Linked DNA regions of Rattus norvegicus: all the other regions are linked to region 1. The links are chromatin contacts, called in public Hi-C maps. All regions are on one chromosome and are shown on one strand. The core of a region is the stretch at or near the end of the contact, and the rest is flanking DNA. Distances in the headings are between cores, read along the strand shown. Region 1 has its middle 200 kb from the start of Sptssa. Region 2 has its middle 110 kb from the start of Egln3. Region 3 overlaps Egln3 (egl-9 family hypoxia-inducible factor 3).

Evidence for each region. A called contact is a pair of places that touch in the nucleus more often than the background predicts.
Region 2: a Hi-C map of psoas muscle shows a contact between it and region 1, with 3 times the contacts expected there. The contact joins two enhancer-like sites. A contact is called at or near these places in 11 of 12 Hi-C or Micro-C datasets (the A7r5 cell line, the Rat2 cell line, Schwann cells and 7 more).
Region 3: a contact with region 1 is called in a Hi-C map of liver, with 3 times the contacts expected there. The contact joins two enhancer-like sites. A contact is called at or near these places in 7 of 12 Hi-C or Micro-C datasets (frontal cortex, hepatocytes, kidney and 2 more).

Annotation. Positions count from the first base shown.
Region 1 is chr6:77,693,588-77,697,890 of GRCr8, forward strand. No RefSeq gene overlaps it. Among named protein-coding and RNA genes, the nearest start is that of Sptssa, 200 kb to the right of the region's middle. Within about 2 kb of position 2,259, at least 7 of the 93 cell types and tissues checked have an H3K27ac peak or open chromatin away from gene starts, as enhancers often do. A contact at or near this core is called in liver, where this site is marked.
Region 2 is chr6:77,302,719-77,307,021 of GRCr8, forward strand. No RefSeq gene overlaps it. Among named protein-coding and RNA genes, the nearest start is that of Egln3, 110 kb to the right of the region's middle. Within about 2 kb of position 1,788, at least 2 of the 93 cell types and tissues checked have an H3K27ac peak or open chromatin away from gene starts, as enhancers often do.
Region 3 is chr6:77,397,533-77,401,835 of GRCr8, forward strand. The region is part of intron 1 of Egln3 (egl-9 family hypoxia-inducible factor 3); the gene reads right to left. Among named protein-coding and RNA genes, the nearest start is that of Egln3, 11 kb to the right of the region's middle. Within about 2 kb of position 1,954, at least 42 of the 93 cell types and tissues checked have an H3K27ac peak or open chromatin away from gene starts, as enhancers often do. A contact at or near this core is called in liver, where this site is marked.

The DNA of each region.
Region 1 (4,303 bases), core at 1,009-3,508:
CCCTGCTATTTAAGTATCCCTGCTATTTAACTCTCTCTCTCCTGCTCGGGAAGAGAAATATACACACTGCTGCAAACCTCCTTCAGACAGCAGCAGCCTTCACCAAAGCTGCCCTGGTCCCTACCACCAATTTCTTTCCTGGAGGGCTAGTCTCCACCCACCATTAAATGGGCTGGGGTGGATTTCAAAGCACAAGGAATTCACACACCTTCCTACTGACTGTTTATAACAGGAGGTGCGAAGGCTGAACCATGCTAATGTCGGGATCCTAGGGAAGGTCCACGGATTTTGTCTGCTGGGCTCCTTGGGACTGCCCCAGCTTCTGCATTTTCTCAGCTTACCAGTATGGGATTCTATGAATCCCATGATTCCTGTGCCCAAACCAATTGAAATAGTTCCATAGTAGCCAAATTGCTGCCTACGAAGCCAGGGATGTCAGAGAAACAACCAGGGCATCTCCCCCAGAAGAGAGGTGAGCAGGGCAGATGCAAAGGACCTGGCTCACATCTGACTGTGAAGGAGAAAAGTCTAGGATCAGCCAGGTCAGAGCTAGGGCCCCAAAGCTCAGTCATGCCAACATGTGAGCATACGAAGGACTGCAGACCCACAGCCCTGACAGGGTGTAGACCAAATGGTCAGGGAGGCCTGTGAACCTTCTAGTGCCTCTGGTCTGCACTGCTCTGTCCTGTCCCAGCCCTCCAGACAGTCCTTACACACTTGTTTCCAAAATCCCATCCCAAGAGGAGACATAAACAGCATCTGCCTTTCCTCCTAAGGTCCCAGTAGACAGACTAACGTGGTTATTGGGTTAGAACATGATGAGGTGCTTACTCTTACACATGTCCCCTCCCTACCCTTTCCCAGCCTAGATGCACTAGCCCCTCCTTGAGGCCAAGTGCACTTGGGGAAGGGCTGTGGGTGATTGGAAGCAGCTAGGTACACAGATGACCTTCACAGGCTCGGCACCCTTCCCACCCCTCTGTGAGGGGATGTAACCCATCCACAGTCCCAGCAGTGGGGACAATCTTTGGCAAACAGGAACAGTCGAACCCCCGAGATGACAGTTGTTTGGCTAGGAGGATAGTCTTGTATGCTCAAGCATGTGTGTGGACACACACACACACACACACACACACACACACACACTCCCTAGAGCTTAATTTCACTGGGCAGCATTACCACCAGAGCATAGGTTAGATGAGGATGCATTTTGCAGAGGTGGGGAGTGGGGGTTGGTTGGTTGGTTGGTTGGTTGTGGGTATGGGATATTTTTATTAATGAGTCTCACTGTATAGCACTGGTGGTCCTGGTTCTGCCTGCTTCTACCTTCTTAATGCTAGCACAATGTTTATCAACCCGTAGGTCACCACCCGTTTGAGGGCTGCATATCAAGATTCCTACATATCAGATATGCACTACTACTCATAACAGTAGCAAAATTGTAGTTATGAAGTAGCAACAAAGTGATTTTATGGTTGGGGACCACCACAACAAGTTGAGAGCAGCTGTGCTAGGATGGCAGGAGTGCACTACCACATCTGGCCGTTATCAAATTTCTTAATAGAGATGTTGAATTCTGCTCGTCTTCTTCAAGAGATGAGGCCAATGCAGACCCAGGTTACCGACCCTTAGGCCTCCCAGCTCTAAATTGTCTCTGCCCGTAAATGCAGACAACGAAACACTGACGTGGGAACACGTCCTTTATATGTCTGTCCCTTTAACGCATGAGCACAGAAAAGAACAGGAAAACCAGAAAGGAGTAAAAGGAGGCTAGAGAAAACCGTGGAAAGAAACGGGAAATTAAAGGCTGTAAATCCCAGGAAATCAGAGAACAGACCTGTGTCCCAGGGGCGGGAGCTGCACTGGGCACAGGACTCTCAGCAAATGTCAGTGGAATGAGGAACACGGAGAAGAAAAGTTGACCAGAGGATCAAGGTGGAGAAGATACCGGGAAGCATCTTTACCCAGATTCCCAGGACCTTCCCACAGCAGCTTGGGGCTGTCCTCCAGCCCCTGAGAACCTGCAAAGAGGGGGAGGTGCCACGGGCAGATTGAGGTTGCTGTGCAGAGCACCACTTCCCTGAAGCACCAGTCCTTGTAGATCCCCTCCTTTGCCCTTAAAAAACACCCGTCTTGATGCAGGGAAGAGTCATTGGTTTCATTTGAAACAATTCCCAAACAGGATATAGAGTCTCCAACAGCTCCTGGGCCTTTGGCAATCACCATGAGCAGGTGTTTCACACAAGTGCTGAGGAGCACGTACTGTGTAAAGAGCCAGGGCGAGCTGGGTGGAGGCCAGGAGAGCAGCCCAGGGCACAGGCACTGTGGAGACCAGCCCTGTGCCTCCTCTGGCTTCCAGGGGTTTGAGCTCTTTCCTCGTGCCTCCCCTGTCCTCTCACACGTGATGCCCTCTTTAATGTGATGGAAACTGGGATATCCCTCTTGTTTTTTCTACAGTCAGTGAGATTCCCACCAAAATCAAAACACAGGCCTCAAAGGAAGAAAAATAACCTACAGTGAGCAAAATGGAAGCGGGAGGAATGAGGAAGGCCTGCGGTAACAACAGAAAACAGGATGCCGTGACGCTGACGTAGGCCAAAACAAACACACGGGGCTGGGGCTGCCGAGTACAAGTTCATAGGTTAAAAAAATAAATAAATAAAAGTGCACACACATTAGAAGCCAAGCTTCTAGTGGTAAAGTGGAAACAAGTTGTCCTCTCATTCCAACCCTGGGACTTTATAAGCAGCCCTGGACAGGTCAGACACTTTCAGGTATGCACCCAAGAGAAATGAAAACCTACGTCTAAATAAAAATGTACACGTGGATATTCCAGCAAAATGATTCACGACAGCTTAAACAGTGGAAACAAAGATCTATGATGACTGGATCATACGCTGGAATAGCCTCTTCCTCATTCCTCAGAAAGAAATGGAGCGTTGACACACACTAAGACTCCAAAGAAAGAGGAGAGTGTCATCGTGCTAAGTGAAAAAAGCCAGGCACCACAGTGGATTGTATGCTGAATGACTCCTTCATATTTAATGCAGATTAATGTTCTCCCTTTAGGATGGAAACAAAGATTTTATTTTTATACAATTAGGGAATGTAGGGGCGAGGTGAGCGGTAATAGCTGAGAGGGGTTGGAAGGCTCTAAAATTGACTGTGGTGATGGTTGTTCAGCCCTGGGAATGTGCTGAACAGTACTAACCACGTGCCTTAAGTGACAGAACTGTATGAACTGTGTCTGTGTAAAGAAAAGGAAGAGTGGTTTCCCGAGTAGGAAGAGTGGTGGGCATGGGGTTAGGAAAGCTAGAAGGCAGCTCATTCAGTCCTGCACATAGGAGGGGCTTCTCCATATTCCTTTTTAGACTTACTATCACCTCAAGACTCTGGCTGCAACACTTCTCAAAGGGTCCTAGTAGTGGGAGATCCTCCCTGCTTTGTTTTCATGACATACATAACTGACAAGTGCTTTAAATGGTCTTTCTAGATATATGTATATTTACAGACTAGAGCCATAGAAACTTGGAATATTTTATCTGAGACCACAGAGGTGTTACCTGAAGCCAAAATATAGGGCCTAAAATAGATCCTGTACTACCCTCCCTCTCATACCCCGCCAGTTCCTCTCTGTCCAACCCAGCAGGGCCATTCCAACACAAATGAGCAGTGCAGGAAGAGGACAAGGACGTGGATCTGAGGGCAAATTAGCAAATAGTCACAGCCCACGTCACATTTACTCACATCTCATCAGCAATGATTCATTTGCAGACCACACTAAGATGCTAGGGTTTCTGGGAAACGGTCTTGCTTGGGGTTCCGAAGAAACAGCACACACATTTAGCGGACAGCTAGCCATCCTTGCCACACTTAGACTTGAACAGATTTTCAACCCACCCAGCAGCCCGGTCATCACGAGGCTAGTGGGGAACAGAACAAAGAACTATGGGAAATAGATATTGATGATCCCATCTGATTTAGGGAACAAGTCAGAAGAGCTTGATGCTCCTAAAAGGAAGGGGGTCCCCGTACGTGCCAGCGTATCCAGTACCCCGCCTTCTTACATAAACTATTGGTGACAGGGATGCTGGGATGGAAATTTGGGGTGAATCGGAAGGGTCAGGGGACAGATGAAAAAGGTGATCACCAAGCCAGATTTGGCCTCTGTCTCTAGGTGCTCAGGGATCCATTAGAAGCAAACAGCAAAGAGCTGCATGGGAGAGAGATGCGGGCCCAGGGTGAAGGGTAGCAGACCCCGTGCTCTGGATGCTGTCCCAGCTGCCCGCTTATACTTTGGCTC
Region 2 (4,303 bases), core at 538-3,037, 390 kb before region 1:
TTGCCTACTAATTAATGTAGAGTTCCACCTTGAATGGAGCTTTGAGCTTAGCTGAGGGAGGACTCCCTTTACCAGAAGGGCTTTTCCTTCTCTGAACTTGTTTGGGAGCCAAAAACCCCACACCCTCCAGCTGGGGAAGGTCAGTCAGTCCTTGGCAGACCTACACTTTCAACTTCCTCTTTTCCCTTCCTCCACACCGCACCCTCTTCCTCTTTTCCCAATAAGATCTGCCCAGCAAGTTACCTGGGATTCCTGGAATGCTTCTCCATGCATGTGAGACATTTACAGAACATTAAACTCTAACCAACGATGTTCATTTAACCTGAAGACCCTTTCCCACTCTCCAAAGTCTGTAGATAGCCCTGGTTCACCCCCATAAAATGTATTCACACAAGCCACCCCAAATAAATGTGTGCACACAAGCTAAGATTGTCTCAGAGAGATGTTTGGGAGAAGGCCTTTGTCTGTAACACTAACATCCTCAGAGAAGCAGTCTAGATTCTTGCGCGCGCGCGCGCGCGCGCACACACACACACACACACACACACACACACACACACACACACACCCTCCCCCACTCACTCCCAGATGGCCTGGGATCCCACAGAACCCCATCCCCTTTGGACATCACTTCTAGCCTGGTATGAAGTGGCATCTGGGCATCCTTAGAGGAAGTGAAGGATGTGGAACCACAGTTGGACCCCGAAACACATACCACAAGGGTTTATTTGACTTATACTTCTACATCACTGAAGGAAATCCGGATAGGAACTCAAACAGGGTTGGAACCTAGAGTTCCTAGATGAGGCAGAAACCATGCAGGGGTGTTGTTTAGTAGCTTACTTAACATGGTTTGCTCAGCCTTTCTTATAAAACCCAAGACCTCCACCCCAAGGGTGGTCCGACCCACAGTGGAATGGGCCCTCCCCCATCAATCACTGAATAAGAAAATGGCCTACAGTTAGACTTTATGGAAGCATTTTCTCGATTGAGATTCCCTCTTCCTCAGTGACCCTAGCTTGTGTCAAGACGACATAAAACTAGCCAACACACATGGGTTTCTCTCACAGTGGAAAATGTGAGGATAAAAGGAAGCAGGCAGGATGACATGCCTCCTAGAGTGGCTCATACTTTGCCAATGTGTAGCCACCTCCATTACTGTATGGATTGGGGATCCATCCAGGGCCAAAGAATTGAGAAGCACAACAACAACAATAAAACTTTAAAAGAGCTTGGGTGGGGAGCCAGGTGTGGTGGTGCACGGTAAAGCCTAGTAAAGACAGGCGAACCTCTGAGAGTTCAGGGTCAGCCTGGTCTACAAAGCGAGCTTCAGGACAGCCAGGACTACACAGAGAGATTTTGTCTTGAAAAAAAAAGGGAGGGGGGAGTCTTAGCCAAGTTCACCCAAACGAACTAAGACTAGCACTCTGCCTTCCAAAGAGCATAAGACGAAGGTCTAGGACATTGCCCAGAAAGGCAATGTGAGAAGATGTGCAGGTCGACACAGGATAAGTAAAAATAAGGCAGCCCAAGTTGCTCTGGATCTGACTCCAGATAAACACCCACAGAATGGTGCCTAGGGGTGGTGGGGCAGGGGCTGAAAACAGGTGCCGGTAGCAGAGGTGGGGCCACACCGGCTTGGGATAGGAACAACCACTAACGTAAAAATAACCATAAAGACGACTCCACCCCCACCCAATTGCAAACTCAGCAATTCGCCAGTGTCCTTTAAAAACAACCCTACTTCCATAAGCCTTCAAGAGCCATTAATAGAAACTGATAGTTGGACTCTAATCTCTTTTGTGCCACTTGGGGGCAACACCTTCATGTTTGATTTATTGAGACTCTCACCTCTGTTTGCCTTCTGAAAGACAGAAGTTGCTAATCTGAAAGCTTTCTTCTCTTCCGTAAGTGGCTACAGAAAATTCCCAACCTGCTAACTACAGAGAGGCCTGAACCTTTTTTTATGTATTTATTTATTTAAAAGTCAAATCGTTTCACCCTCTCCTCCAGACCAGGCAAGGTGAATGTCAGCTACAAAGACTGGCTTCTAGAAAGTCCCCCACAGGTCGGAAAGGGATTTCTGAGCTGTTCTCAGCTCAAGGCTGAGGCCACAGGCTGAAGGACCCATAGAGACTGTCAGCAGCAGGGTTAGCATATGCTAATCTAAGATATGCAGTGCTCAGGGAGTACCAGGGCCTTTAGGAGGAGGAAACACCAGTCAATTACTCCTGAGACATCAAGAGTAGGTGTGCAGGGTAGCAGCCACCGTGAAATAGCCAGAGACCTAGTGGGTAACCAGCAACAACAAGCCAGGGCTCCAGACATATGAGACTCAGGAGTCCAGATGCAAGGGACACACGTTCTAGCTACCTATGGGGCTGGTTCTAGGCCTGGGCCCTTTGCAAGTAATCATAGACATTGGTCTCCTGATTACCAAAGCCTCATATCTCTTCACTTCCTTGCCACAAATGGAGCTAATTATCTTTTACCTAAAACAAGCCTTGGCCTTTCTTTGAGCCCTTCATCAAAGAGGGACACTGCCAACACAGACCAATGAGGAATCTCACACCACAGTGACAACTCTGTCCCTCCCCATTTGCACCAATTGGTCCTAGCTCTCCTCCCATAGACCCTCCCACTGCCAAGGCCAAGCCCTCGCCATCCCTGTCACTAAAGCAATAGCTTGCTACTTGGTTCCCCATTCTGGTGATCCCCCAAACCATCCACATTGCCATCAAAAAGTTCATTCTGGGTTTATATCCTCTCCTACTTCCTAAACTTGAACACAGCAAAGCATAAAGCACCTGGCACAGATCTGAGGGTTTTGTGAACTGTTCCCATGTTCTATGTGTTCCCCCAGGAACTACTGTCCACTAGACCCTTCCACTGCCCTTCTTAGAGCGTAATTCCTTCTCATCTGTATGCTTATTGTTCGAAGGCTGCAGGCTTCCCCTATACTGCTCACTACATGGTGGGATAGCTGTTAGCCTCCCGGTCATTGCCTCTGTAAACAGCAGAAACAGGTTGTCTTCTTATATGCCCCTTAGCTACTATGAGTGGTACCTACTCAGTCATGGCTGCATCAATTCAGACAAGACCCAGGAATCGAAGGTGACAGAGAAGCTGAGGCACAACTGACTGGGCTGGAGTTTATTTGATGCGTGTTCTACAATATTGCAAATGAAATATCTCTTACATAATACTGTAAATGACCATAGGGAGTAAGTAAGGATGCAGAGGTAAATTCCACTTACTTTTGCTTACTCTTTCCAGAGAATGAATGCAGCCTGCCTGCAAGCTAAGTGAAGGAGCTACAACATGTGGTTTGTGCCACATGACCTTGCCCTCTTAGTGATAGCTGATTAGACCAAAAATAAATAAATAAATAAATAAATAAATAAAAATAAAAGAAAAAATTAAAATCTGGAGATTATGGCTCAAAAATCTAAAGAATGTATGAAATCAAGGCAAATGTTAGATTTATATCAAATCACAGCTACAGGTAAGAAAAGACAAATACTGGGTCTGGGGAGATGACTCAGTCACATAAGCATGAGGATCAGAGTTCAAACCTCACCCACTGTACTGACTGGTTTTGTATATCAACTTAAGCTGGAGTTATCAGAGAGAAAGGAGCCTCCCTTGAGGAAATGCCTCCATGAGATCCAGCTGTAAGGCATTTTCTCAACTAGTGATCAAGGGTGGTAGGACCCAGCCCATTGTGGGTGGTGCCGTCCCTGGGCTGGTAGTCCTGGATTCTATAAGAGAGCAAGCTGAGCAAATCAGGGGAAGCAAGTCAGTAAGTAACATCCCTCCATGGCCTCTGCATCAGCTCCTGCTTCCTGACCTGCTTGAGTTCCAGTCCTGACTTCCTTTGGTGATGAACAGCAATGTGGAAGTGTAAGCTGAATAAACGCTTTCCTCCCCAGCTTGCTTCTTGGTCATGATTTTTGTGTAGGAATAGAAACCCTGACTAAGACAGCCACATAATAAACCAAGTATGGTGGCATGCATCTATAATCCTAGCCCTGGGGAGGCACAGACAGAAAGATCCCTGGGGATCAGTACCACCTGCCTGGTCTAAATAGTAAACCAGATCCCAAAGGGAGCTCCTATCTGTTAAACAGTGTGGATGGCTCCTGAGGAATGACATCTGAGGTTGGCCTATGACCTCTACATGTATTCACACACAAGTGCACTTGTGTCTATACACACAAGAAAAATAGCATACAATAAGATGTTAATGATGCATCACAACTAACACGTTTAGGACTTTCTACTTGCCATATGCCATGCTGTT
Region 3 (4,303 bases), core at 704-3,203, 300 kb before region 1:
GAAGAAGAAACCACACTAGAAATGCTTTAGAAATATTTTTTAGTGGCTTCTTAAACTCTTCTTATTATGATTTGTGTGCATGTACGTGCGTGTGTGTGCGTGCGTGTGCGTGTGTGTGTGTGTGTGTGTGTGTAAGCTTCTGTGTACACACTCAGAGGCCAGAGGACAACTGGCGGGAGTCACTTCTCTCCTTCCCTGTGAGTCCCCCAGGACTAAACTCAGGTGCTCAAGCATAGGGGTAGCAAGCTCCCCGACCAGGTGGGCCACCTCACTGCCCAGGTTCAGAATTTTTACAAATGTATTTCAAGCACTTATGGGGTAAAGAAAGGAGCTGAAGGCAACTCCAGCACTCGGAGAACAAAGGTAGGCGAGGGCTCAAACTGTCATTAGTTATCTTAGCATCTTGCTTGTTATCCCTATCAAAGGTTCCGATCAGGCCCTTCCATTTCCTCCCTTAGAGTGCCTCTGGTTAGAGGCCAACGTGACCCAGTGAGGGGAAGAAAAGAAAGTGTGGTTTGGTGGGCAGCAGCATGGCTGTGTCCAGCTCCCCCCCACTTTTCTTCCCAAAGTTTCAAGATGACAGAGTCCAGGGCACGTCAAGTATATAGTCCTTTTCAACCAACTCCAAATCGCTCATGTTCCCTATCTGTCTGGTCTCATAAGGAAAACTCCTTCTGCCCGCCTCACATGCCTGACGCTCACACTAAAACCAGCGCCGTTCCCTGACCCCACACGCCCAGAGTACTGCTACACATTAACACCACTGCCAAGGCGGTGTGGTGATGTGCGTGCCCTTCCACCTGAATTGCACAACCAAGAAGGAACTTCAGGACTTTTGCAAATGGGTGTTACAAACGGCTGAGTTCCTTTGAAGTGGGTCTGCCTGCCCTTCCTGTTCTGGCTGGGGCACTGCACCTAGAAGGGAAGATTAATTCACCATCTTCACTTTCCAGCCACTCCTCGGTGAACTTGGCCCTAGCTTCCAGATCAGACAAACACCAGCAATTATGCCGAAGATAACCACCTATGTAGTTGTTCTGTGATATTGATGAGTTAACAGGTACCAAGTACCAGCATCGTCTTTTGAGATCTTCATGTTAAAGAAACTGGCTCCTGATCCACACTCTAAGAAACACTCACGAGGGTACATAGACACCGCCCCCGCACGCACACACAACACACACATATGTCCACAAGTTTGCACAAAACTATGGGAGACCACAAGACTATAATATCTAATGGTATCCCGTTGAGATTCCACTGCGCAGAGGGTCCCCGCTTTGTGCACAGAGTTCTGAGTGAGTCACTCTCCCCCAAGGAAGCCCCTGAAACTCTCAGGAGACTGGGGCTTGAAGAGACAATTTTCACTCCTTTCTCAGCTAGAGCTAATTCCTTGGCTTGAAGGGGATTCTTCTAAGTCCTGCAATTAGGCACAGTAAACAGGCCTGGTAACATCCACATATCAGCGCAGGCTGTCTGGGTTTGGGAAAGCAGCCCTTCCCGTGGAGGTCTGGCTCTAGGCCAGCTGGGAGATGACTGAGTGACAGGGCTACGTGCGCTTCGTGAGAGTGGCGGCCAGCCCACACCCGAGCACACCGCCAGGCAGCCAGGGGAGGGGACAGACTCTGGGGAGCCCTGGCTCCTCCCCCGCCGTTCTCCAGTCACCAGAGAAAGGCTTTCAGCAAGGGCTTCCTCCTGGCAATTACAAAATCAGCCAGGCCAGCAAGCCAGAGGACACTGAGAGGAGTGGTTAGCCATCTCTTTCCCAAGGCTTTGGCCCAGATGTTAGCAGATGTCACTTCCTAAAGCTTCAGCGCCCAGGTAGCACTTCCACAGAACCTGTCTAATTGCCTGGTTACTGGAAGGGTGAGCAGAAGCTTGCCCAGAGTCAAGGCTGTTGTTCACACGTTCTCAGAGGGAGTCATTAACCCAGGTTATTACACGGACCTAGAGGTTACCACATGTCCCTGGAGAACAAATGCATTAGTCACCAGAAAGGCAACGTGGGGTTGGGACTCACAGCATTTGACTTCCTTAATGTGAGAAACAAAACTTATCAGAAAAATCAAACTTCACCTGTAGTGCCCTGAAGACCACACACAGTAGAGAAAGGCCACGCCAGCTGTGGATGGGTCTCTGTATGCTTCCTTCTTAAATCAATCCCAAAGAACAGGAAGGAATTCACGGCAGTTTAAATGTGAGCCGTAAGAAAAGACTTTATTAACAGATACAGCTACCAATCAAATGTCCTGGGGTGAGGGTGGGGTGGGGTGGGGCTTCAAGCAACACTGATTAGATAGGAGAATCCTAACTTTGCATTCCAGAGCTTAGGAAAGAAAACGCACCCACTCTAAGATTCCACAACCCAGAAGACAGTGCGGTCGGAACTCAGGAGACGCAGTGCTCACATGCAGTTACTGCACGAACACTCAAGCAGGCTGAAATCCAAAGCTTAACAAGAAAGCCATCTAAGACGCAAGACTAACTAGCTTGTCCCCAAGCTTTCTGGGGGAATTAAGGTCGTCAGTTCTATGTAAGGTACAACCCCAGGACCTACCTCAGATACCAAAATACATGCTAAAGTCCTCCACATAAAATGGTGTGGAGAGTCGGCCTACCCACACCTTCCCATGTTCTGTCTGTAAGTCATCCCGAGGTGACTTAAATACCTTATAGAATGGCATGCAAATAGCTGTCAAGCTCTATGGCTTAGGAAATGACAGGAAAGATCTGGTGGCAAAGCAGCAGCGCTGGCTTGTGTTACCACTGCAGAAACAACCCAACCCCATCTCCCCACACAGGCCCCTGGGCTTTCCCCTCCCTCTCCTTTCCCAATGCCTACTCCCCATGTTAGCCCAGGGCCATTCCCCAGCCAGTTACGCTGTCCTTCCATGTTCTGGGATGTTTGGGGATTCTTTCTAGCATCTTCCTTCATTAGGTCATGTCAACACAAACTATGGTTCCCAAACTGGCTTCAAAGTCAACTGATAAATGGCCAATTCAGAAAAAAATTTTTTTTTCTTTTGAAGAAACATAAAAGTTCATAAAAGAAAATGAGAAACACCAAGTAAAAGCATCCCAGGGAAGAGATCAATTTTCCCTGCGAGGGCATGAAGCTAGTTTGGGAGACATCTGAACTCTGCTACTGGCACATTAATTAGAATTCACAAGCCGCAAAAACGTCTACAGTCACGTTAATTAGAATTCACTTGATGCAGACTGCTGGCTTAAAGCGGGGCGGGCATCCAGAAGACCTTTACCAGGGGTAGGAGGAGGGGGCTTCTCAGAGAGGAATGGATGCCTCTGTGGTTTTGAGGAATGTAAAGGGAACTAGAAATAAGGATGCCTGGCTCCAAGTCAAGCAATTAATTCAATGGGTCCCAAAGTTCCTCAAAGACAGCTATGGACCCAACAGACAAGTTGTAGGGAACTGCCAGGTATGACCCCACATACTGGTAATCCTGGTCTTTAGCAGAAGCCTAAGGTCCTGGTCACAAGTTCAAGGTCAATCTGGGCTTTCTATCTAAACCTACTTTTAAAACTGCAAAACCCACAACCAAAAGTGAGAACCAAGAGTCAGACTCCAGGAAGGGACTGGATGTCACAAAGCTAAGTAGGGGAGCCAGTGTTCCGAAGTGCCGACTTTCCACCACTCAACACCGCTTCCAAACTACCAAGGGAAGTGATATCTGAAATAAGTGCTGTTCTTTCTGGAGGGGCCAGGAATGACACTGCCTTCCTTCGACTCCAAGATAAGCAATGCAGAATCAGGGTATACTGGGTCAAGCCTGGCATCTCAGCACTTGGGACATGGAGAGGATCCACAGCTCAAGAACACCTCCCCACCCCCACCCCAGCTAAGAGTGGGTTCAAGACAGTAGAGGCAACCAGACTGACATCAAACAAACAAAACACAACAAAACAAGCAACAAAGAAAGAATTCTAAGTTCTTCTGAATTGCCAAGCATACCTTCCAACCCCCCAACTGGAGAAAAAAATGAGGCCGTCCATTGGAAGCAAAATGGCAACCACACCCTGATTTCTACTGAATCACACCTTCCATTCCAGTCAAGATATTTCAGGGCAGACAGTCCTAAACTTTGGCTTTCTCACGCCCTTTATAGTCAGGCACCTTTATTCTGGAGGGCTAGGGGTTCTGGGCTCCTACATGGTATCCATATTTGGAATATATAGATAAGTTTTCAGAGACTTGGCTGATTGCAAGACACTTGGAACCACCAAAATGACCATGAATCTTATTTGTTCCTTTCTCCCAATCTGTGGTCATCGCCATTTACTTTCC